Linked DNA regions of Mus musculus: regions 1 and 2 are each linked to region 3. The links are chromatin contacts, called in public promoter capture Hi-C maps. All regions are on one chromosome and are shown on one strand. Each heading gives the region's core, a stretch centred on a gene start, on an enhancer-like site or on the middle of the called end of the contact. The rest is flanking DNA. Distances are from core to core; before and after follow the strand shown. Region 1 holds the start of Gmnn (geminin). Region 2 holds the start of 9330162012Rik (cDNA RIKEN 9330162012 gene). Region 3 holds the start of H2bc9 (H2B clustered histone 9).

Evidence for each region. Promoter capture Hi-C pulls out the DNA fragments that hold promoters and counts their contacts.
Region 1: a contact with region 3 is called in a promoter capture Hi-C map of pre-B cells, with 4 times the contacts expected there. The contact joins the promoter of Gmnn here to the promoter of H2bc9 in region 3. A contact is called at or near these places in 3 of 39 promoter capture datasets (cranial neural crest, frontonasal cranial neural crest and pre-B cells).
Region 2: a promoter capture Hi-C map of liver shows a contact between it and region 3, with 4 times the contacts expected there. The contact joins the promoter of 9330162012Rik here to the promoter of H2bc9 in region 3. A contact is called at or near these places in 1 of 39 promoter capture datasets (liver) and 1 of 9 other capture datasets (adipose tissue).

What each region holds. Positions count from the first base shown.
Region 1 is chr13:24,760,460-24,763,224 of GRCm38.p6, reverse strand. It overlaps Gmnn (geminin), which reads left to right and starts at 1,288. Exons shown (of 7, transcript NM_020567.2): 1 at 1,288-1,412.
Region 2 is chr13:24,935,894-24,938,901 of GRCm38.p6, reverse strand. It overlaps 9330162012Rik (cDNA RIKEN 9330162012 gene), which reads right to left and starts at 1,501. Exons shown (of 2, transcript NR_102323.1): 1 at 1,299-1,501; 2 at 1-1,117. Aldh5a1 (aldhehyde dehydrogenase family 5, subfamily A1) reads left to right here and starts at 1,241. Exons shown (of 10, transcript NM_172532.3): 1 at 1,241-1,651. The coding sequence starts at 1,334. It also overlaps a transcript of Gpld1 not described here.
Region 3 is chr13:23,542,173-23,545,402 of GRCm38.p6, reverse strand. H2bc9 (H2B clustered histone 9) reads left to right here and starts at 1,959. Exons shown (of 1, transcript NM_178197.2): 1 at 1,959-2,480. The coding sequence starts at 2,051. The coding sequence ends at 2,431. It overlaps H3c7 (H3 clustered histone 7), which reads right to left and starts at 1,351. Exons shown (of 1, transcript NM_013548.4): 1 at 449-1,351. The coding sequence starts at 918. The coding sequence ends at 508.

The sequences.
Region 1 (2,765 bases), core at 39-2,538, 1.2 Mb before region 3:
CTAGAGAGCATGAGAGAGCAAAGGAGAAGTCGCCAGTATTCTGAGGGCAGAACACATATGCAGTTCCTCTGGAACTTGCCAGGGGACTTGAGGCTGAGAGGTGATAGTGTGGTAACTGGCTGGACCATAGAATACAGGTTCTCTGTGGAAATGGATAGAATATTTTCCCATTGAGCAGGATTTAGTGCTGGCTAACATGCAACATTTTGTATGTGTACAAATGCTTGGCCTGCATGTATGGGACCTGCTGCCCCCCTTCCCCCCACTGCCATACCTTCCCGACTCTGAGGACTGTACGCTTAAATTGTGAGCCCCGACAAACCCTTCCTTAAGTTGCACTGGTCAGGTATTTGTTACAGCAACAAGTAAGGTGACAAATACATTGACTTTTCTCAGCCTCTAGGCCATCGCGGTTCCCTTGGCCCTAGTTCTGTTTCCTTCTAAATTGTTATTGACTGATAAAGCAGGTTCTGGTGTTAGCAACCCTACTGCATTCTGTCTATGTAACCTGGCTGGCTTTAAACTTATATTTATATAGCCAGCCAGGAAGTCCTTTATAGAGGTTTCCTGTATTGCAGCCCTCCCTCCTTTGTTTAGATTTACTGAGGTATAGTTTAGGTTTTTCAAAGTTGCCTGTGTGATGCATATTCATCTTGGTGTCCATGAAGGGCATCAGATCTCCTGGAACAAGGGCTATGGATGGTTGTAAGCCACCATGTGGGTGCTTGGAACCAAACCCAGGTTTGTCCCGTGCAAGAACAAATGCTCTCAACCAAGGAGCCATCTTGCCAGTTAATTGAGGTCTAGTTCAAATACAGTAAAAGTCATCTGTCTTAAGTATAGAGTTAAAATTCCTCAGCTTCAACTTTTTTTGTTAGCTTGAAGCGGGCCCTTGCTATTTCTAGTGACTGTCACAGTGTGACTTTTGAGTCATCACGTTTCGTCTGTTTATTTGCTTCCTTTAGTGTGTGCGCATCTAGGTATGCATGCTTGCATGTATGTATATTAAAAACTAAACACACAAAATACCTTGGAAAAAATATATGTATATTCTCGTGTTTGCCGCTAGTGAGAGTCTCTTTTGTCCTCGCCGGCAGACACTTGGAGCCGGAAGCGGAGGGTCAGACGGCAAGGTCAGAGGGCACACACTCCTAAGGCAAGAGGAACCTCGGTGACCTCTTCCAGAGACTGCACGCACCTTGGCTGGGTGCGCAGGCGCACGGAAGCCACGGGCGCGGTGGGCGGCGGCGAGAGGCGATTGGCTGAATGCCGAGGCTCCGCCTTTCGGCGCGTCAGCTACCGGGTCGGCGGGTTAGTCTGCAGGTTCGGGTCGTTCTGGCGTCGTTGAATCCGGTGTGGTGCCAGGGCCTTGTGCGGCTCTCACGCTCGCCGGGAACTGAGCATTGCTGTCTGTGAGTCCGAGGGCGCGGGAGACCGAGGGCGGGGCGAGTGCAACTCCGGCCGCGGGATCGCCGGGCTGGCCCGAATGCCCGGCCTGCTTCTCAGCCACGGGGAGCCGGCCTGGGAGGCGACGATTTGAAGGGACCCGAGTCTGGGGACTTGAAAGGGACCCGAGTCTCGGCCCGACTGCAAGGCAAAGCTGGGCGAGCTGAGACGAGGGGCTGCGCCATTGGTGAGGTCGGTTTTGGCGCGCTCTGGTGTTCGCTCTTCCTATTGGCTGGCGCGCGCCGCGTTGGGCGGGGCCGGCGCGCCCGGGGAAGTTTGCTGCCTCGGAGTCCGGGCTGATTGCACGGCTAGGGGTTGAACTGGGTGTAGATCCCTCCCGCCTGCTCACCAACTGCAGCAAACGCTACTCCTGGGACAAGGGCATTGAGTCCTGCGTCTGCTCTCCCAGTGGTGCCGCTGTAGGTGATAGTAGGTTCTCCGACACTGTCTCTGTGCTCACGACTCACTAATGATAGCGGGATCTTGGCCCACTGCCTTCGTTATCCAAGTCTGGGCCTGGTGTCAGTGCTCAGTCTCCTGCACCCAGGAGGTTGAGGCAGGAGGTACAGGAGTTCAAGGTCAGCTTTGCCCACTTAGCCATTTAAAAAGAAAAGAGAAATACATCAAAGCCCCTGCGAATAGGTTTCCGATCGGGTTTTTTGTTTGTTTGTTTGTTTGTTTGTTTGTTTTTCCGAGACAGAGGGTTTCTCTGTGTAGCCCTGGCCTGGAACTCACTCTGTAAACCAGGCTGGCCTTGAACTCATGAATCCGCCTGCCTCTGCCTCCCAAGTGCTAGGATTAAAGGCGTGTGCCACCGCTGCCCAATTTTTGTTTTGTTTTGTTTTGTTTTGTTTTTGGCGATCGGGTTTTATTAACTTGAAATAGAATAGGAAATAACAGAACACCACTCTGGCTGGGCTATAAGTTGTTTATATTTGCATACATGGGTGAGTGCCAGGGCACAATGTAAATTTTTAATTACATGTAAGTAAGAGGTGGGGGGTACAGTTTACCGTTCCCCCTAGCCTCCTTTTAAATTCAGCTTGGTCTTGTGTTTGCTACGTAGCTGACTATAACCTTGAATTCTGGTTCTCTGCCCAGCTGCTGGTATTATGGACTTGTGTCTGGTTATGCAGTACCAGGAACTGAGCTGAGCCTTTGTGCATGCTTGTTATGCACAGTACTCACTGAGCTCGACATCTTGGTTGGAGCCAAAAGATCTTGGGTTTTGTTTTTGTTTTTGAGACAGGCTCTTGGCTGCGTAGCCTAGGCTCCCATAGGCTCCTATCTCCACCGTGTTCCAGGATTGCAGTCATGTG
Region 2 (3,008 bases), core at 252-2,751, 1.4 Mb before region 3:
TGAGAAAGCCACCGGAGGCCCTCCTTATCTTGACCGCTTCTCGCTCCAGTTCCCTTAATAAAATACAGGACAAAGTAGTGAACACACACAGCACATATGTGTGCACACCTACCTGTACACACAATTAAATCCTGCTATTGAGACTTCTGCCAGATGTATCTGGCACATGACTGGGAGGCTCTGACTCAGCAGAAGACAAAGCCAACAATTAAAAGAACATCCAAGGCATTTTGCAAATACAATATTCTAACTGGGGCATGTAGTGCTCGCCTGTAATTCCAGAACTCTAGGAAGGAAGACTGCGAGATGTAGGTCATCCTAGGCTACATAATAACATGTTTTCTCAATAATAACAACAACATTTGACTCCACGTATTCTGAACACAAACCTGCTGTTTCTTTTATTCAAATTAAAACTTAGGGTTTCTTTCTTCTGCAGAGTTTGGGGCCCAGATGCAGCAGGAGGATGAAGATTTTGTTTAAGGTGATAGTGCTATGTTCAATCCTCACACCCCTGTTGATTTCTTTTTTAAAATAGGGTCTCAGCCTTGAACTTACCGAGAGCCTCCCAAGTGCTGGCCACAACACCGGGCTTATTATTACTTCTAGGATGATTGTTTCCAGTTACTAAACTTCAGCTCTGTTAGTTGCTTGATGTACAGCAGCTACGTCACGAAGCAAAGGGCAGTGGCTTGGGAGCACCACTGCTCAGGACCAACAGAGGACACACACAGAAAGCATGCAAGAGGAAGCCTCACTTCGACCCTAATTGAACGGTTGCCCCAAATCTCAGTACTCAGGAGCGCTGTGCTCCGAATTCATGAAGGGGATATGTAGAAAAGCATGCAAGGAACCGATCACTGAGCCACACTTCACCCCTCACTGAACAGTGATCCCCAGTTCCAATGCTCAGTAGCCCGAGCATATGAAACCGCGAGTTTGGCCTTTGGTGCCTTCTTTAGACGGAGTGCATATTGCCGGGGCTGGGGAACTGGGGAACAGAAAGTGCTCCCGTCACAATTAAGGCCTAAAGAAATGACAGGTGAGCATCCGACATTGAGAACGGTGAGTTATGTGCACGAATTCATCTTGCTGGGAGTCTTTCCATTCGCAGGCCCTGGAGAAGAACGTGCGGGGAACACAGTTCAAGCTCTGTCTCCTCGCAGCTCCAATCTCAACAGCTCAGAGAGAGGGCGCTCTCGGTGTCTCCGCCACCCCGCGCGTCCCCGCCACCCCGCGCGTCCCCGCCGCCGGGCTCCCGCTTTCCCGCGACCCCTGAGATCCTGCAGCTCGCTTGCCTGTCCCTTGCCGGTGTCGCCGCTACTGCCGGGCCATGGCGACCTGCTTTCTGCTGCGGAGCTTCTGGGCCGCGCGTCCTGCGCTGCCGCCTCCCGGCCGCTTCCGCCCGGAGCCCGCAGGAACCCCGCGGCGCAGCTACGCCAGCGGCCCCGGGGGCCTCCACGCCGACCTACTCCGCGGGGACAGCTTCGTGGGCGGCCGCTGGCTCCCAGCCCCCGCCACCTTCCCGGTGTACGACCCGGCCAGCGGCGCCAAGCTGGGCACCGTGGCCGACTGCGGGGTACCCGAGGCCCGCGCTGCTGTGCGCGCCGCCTACGATGCCTTCAACAGCTGGAAAGGGGTCTCGGTCAAGGTGAGAGCACCGCAGGTGCGGGATCCCGGCCTAGAAGGAAGCAGAGATCCACAGAGTGAAACAAAGTGAAACCGGTTCCTCGGGATACACAGTACGGAAAGCCAGAGCAAACAACAAAAAGAGATAAATTAGTTTGGAGCATGCGTACGGTTATCAGATCCCCTTCCTACATGTATCGACAGGTGTGCATAATAAAAGTGAGCTATGTCAGCCAGCCTATCTGAGAGAGAGAGAGAGAGAGAGAGAGTAGAAGGAAGATGAGAGAGAGCCCTGTATGTGAAAGCTGTATGTAGGGAATGTGTATCTGTATATGTAGGTTGCATGTTGGGGCTGTATGTGTAGGAGCTGTGTCAAGGACACTGAGAAAGGACATGTGAGCTTCGTTCAGAGGAGGGAAAAAGTCTAGGGGCATTCTCTGACTTTAGGTCTAAATGCGCTTACTAACAGAGATGGCTGGACAGTGGAGGGTAGATGGTGAGGACAGAAAATTATTTTAGAAAAATTCTTCCTCCTTTATTTTTGATAGTACCCCTGCAGCCAACCCCATGAAATCATAGTCTCTTTATCCTTCATTTCCTGCTGCTGTCTCCTGATGAGGGTACAAGCACTAGAGCCTTCACATTGGTCCACCCTTCGTGGGGGTGCCACGTATTTCTGGAGGTGCTTGGAATACAGAGTCCAGAAAAAAGGTTGGGGGAGGCTGGAGAACGGTTCGCCTTTTGAGATGTACTTGCTGCTCTTGCAGAGTTTCTGGGTTCAGTTCTCAGCGCTCCCGGGGCAACTCTCACCAGTTTGGGACTCCAGTTCCAGGGGATTGCTGAAGGCACACATACATGCATGCAAGCCAATGCTCATATGCATAAAATAAATGAATCTTAAGAAAATCCAGCCCCTTATAGAGCTTACGTGATGTTTTGGAGATCCAAACTGCAAGCTGTAAAGAGCAAGGAAGTGTGCTGGAACTGATGAATAATGTGGGGGCAAAAGACACATGCAGGCCCAGAGGTCAGAGGAGAGGCCAAGGTGGCCATTTGGGCAGCTTACAGTGACAGGAGTGTGTCTTCCTGCAGTTCCCGAGGCCAGAAGTCAGAGGCTGTGCTGGCTAAGTTCTATGTGAACTTGGAATAAGCTAAGGTCATCAGAGAGGAAGGAGCCTCCATAAGACTGGACTATAGGGAAGCCTACAAGACATTTTCTTAGTTAGTGATCAGTGGAGGAGGGCCCAGTCCGTTGTGAGTGGTGGCATCCCTTGTCTAGTGGTCCTGGGTTCTATAATAAAGCAGTCTGAGCAAGCCATTGGTAAACAGCACCCCTCATTGGCCTCTGCATCAGGTTCCTGCCTCCAGGTTTCTGTCCC
Region 3 (3,230 bases), core at 710-3,209:
ATACCATCTCAGTGGTATACTCAATTAAATGATAAACTGAGCCAGGCACAGACCTTTTTAATCCCAGATAAGGAAAACGGAAACCATAGACAAGGAGAATCGTGCTTTAAAAACAAAACTAACCAAAATAAGGTAAAAATAATTGAAATGCCAACAATGTAACAAGTTTGAATGGTGAAACAAAGTAAAACGTTAACTCTGTTGGACTTTTACTGTGTGGATTGTAACACAATCCCAAACTGAAGTGCGTACCTGTTTCTGGCTTAAAATGGCTACCCCAACTCTAGTTGAAAGCATACAAGATGAAATGATATCCTGAAAGCCTTGTTTCCAAAAACAGGCAGCTCAGACTGCTTCGTCGGGTGGTGCTCATCATTGTCAAGAAAGGCTATAATAGGAAACCCTGGAACACTCTACAAACTTGTACTACAGCATCTTTGGTGGATAATGGAGGTGGCTCTTAAAAGAGCCGTTTTGGTTTACGTGCCAGTGTAGAAAGCGTGCCTATTAAGCCCGCTCGCCGCGGATACGGCGGGCCAGCTGGATGTCCTTGGGCATGATGGTGACACGCTTGGCGTGGATGGCGCACAGGTTGGTGTCCTCAAACAGACCCACAAGGTAGGCCTCGCTCGCCTCCTGCAGAGCCATGACGGCCGAGCTCTGGAAGCGCAGGTCGGTCTTGAAGTCCTGCGCGATCTCGCGCACCAGGCGCTGGAACGGCAGCTTGCGGATCAGCAGCTCGGTCGACTTCTGGTAGCGCCGGATCTCGCGCAGCGCCACGGTGCCGGGACGGTAGCGGTGAGGTTTCTTCACGCCGCCGGTGGCCGGGGCGCTCTTGCGGGCGGCCTTGGTGGCCAGCTGCTTGCGCGGGGCCTTGCCGCCAGTGGACTTGCGAGCGGTCTGCTTAGTACGAGCCATTTCTACAAAGAAATAGGAAATGCAGAGGTTAGGTTCTGGGTTCCTTTTATAGAAGGAACATGCTCCTGATTGGTTGAAATCTTCAAATGCCTATGATGTATGCGGAAGTACTTGGTAATTGGATAACAGGTCTCAACTTCAAATTTGTGACCAATAGAAATCTGGTTTATTACCTGGCTTACTCCTCTTTGTTAACTATTGCTTCCTCAGCCACATTGTTACCATTAAGTACCGTAATTGTTACATTTTCGTCAAAACATTTTAATAAGAGATACTATGTAGATTTTGGCGATACCACAGCGGCCCCAAGGATTACTTGTTGAACTTGGTTACCCGAACTGAGTTTTTTCTTTTTCCTTACTTTATATTTAAGGAGATGTAAGGGAGCAGTTTACTATCCGGACCAAAATAAAACCGAACAGGCACACCCAACTTTGTACATCTTTTAATGACTTTTACAAATGTCTTAGCATGAGTAACCCTAATTATCTTCAGAAAAACACTAGCATGTTTTCTAGTAACTATGTACAGGATTCATTGAAATTGCACAACTGTTGTAGCGTGGCAGTACCTCTAAGGGTTCTTGGGCCAAATGAAAAGCATGCCTACTTTAGCCGGACTGTACAATAATTATTTCTGGAAGCTCTAGGTGAATAGTATGTGATGTCTCCCATTCTTAATCTTTCTTCATAGACAATTTCAAAACAGGAAACCAACTTTACATGTAGCTAGAATTTATATATGAATTTTGTATCTAGGGAGAGATTTTTATTGATACTACTAACAAAATAACTTTTAAAAGAAAAATGGCTTTGACTTTAGTACAGTATCAAACCAACTTTTTCCTAAAAACTATTTCGTCTAGTTTTCATAGAGTCTATTGGCTAAACTTGGCCAATCAGAAGAAAGAAACGAGTCTTCATTTGAATAGAGCCCTGTAAAGTTCGGTCCGCTTCTCCGTGATACTTACGCAACTAACCACTGAGCGAATATGCTTCCTTTGATTGGACAGTTAGTGCTTGACGTTTGCAGACTCTCTGACAAGGACAGCCACCGCTTTATTTAAAGAGCAGGAAAGGAACGGAACAGTTCAATATCTCTTTTCTTGGCCTACCTTCATTCTCTGTTCACTATGCCTGAGCCCGCCAAGTCCGCTCCTGCCCCGAAGAAGGGCTCCAAGAAGGCCCTGACCAAGGCCCAGAAGAAGGACGGCAAGAAGCGCAAGCGCAGCCGCAAGGAGAGCTACTCGGTGTACGTGTACAAGGTGCTGAAGCAAGTGCACCCCGACACCGGCATCTCCTCCAAAGCCATGGGCATCATGAACTCGTTCGTGAACGACATCTTCGAGCGCATCGCGGGCGAGGCGTCCCGCCTGGCGCATTACAACAAGCGCTCGACCATCACGTCCCGGGAGATCCAGACGGCCGTGCGCCTGCTGCTGCCCGGGGAGCTGGCCAAGCACGCCGTGTCGGAGGGCACCAAGGCTGTCACCAAGTACACCAGCTCCAAGTGAGTGCTCAAGACTCAGCTCTTAACCCAAAGGCTCTTTTCAGAGCCACTCAAGACTTCAAAATTGGAGCTTTAATGCTGACTTAGTGACTACCGGGAAAATAACTGACTTCATCTGCAGGATTGTGTACAAACACTTATGGTTTAGTAAATCAAAAGATAGACATTGCCCATCAGTTCTGTCTGGTCCACTTAAATATGCTTTTTCTTAGAAGTTCTAAGAACCCTGTCATACCTATCTAGGTCCAGTCCTTGAGTTTCAAAAGGCCAAATACCCAAATGTTTCAGTTTTCCAGTTCAGGGAAGTAAATCTGCATGGTTTGCCACTGTACTGGCTAGTTTTGTCTCAACTTGACACAGCTGGAGTTACCACAGAGAAAGGAGCTTCAGTTGAGGAAATGCCTCCATGAGATCCAACTGTAAGGCATTTTCTCAATTAGTAATCAAGGAGGAAAGGCCCCTTGTGGGTGGGACCATCTCTGGGCTGGTAGTCTTAGTTCTATAAGAGAGCAGGCTGAGCAAGCCAGGAGAAGCAAGCCAGTAAGAACATCCCTCCGTGGCCTCTGCATCAGCTCCTGCTTTCTGACCTGCTTGAGTTCCAATCCTGACTTCCTTGGTGATGAACAGCAATGTGGAATTGTAAGCTGGATAAGCGGTTTCCTCCCCAACTTGCTTCTTGGTCATGATGTTTGTGCAGGAATAGAAACCCTGACTAAAACAGCCACTAACCTGTATTTCTGAATATTTTAAGTGGAATGTTTAAAACTGAAACTCCAAATAGCCTGGGTATGATTTTGTTTAGG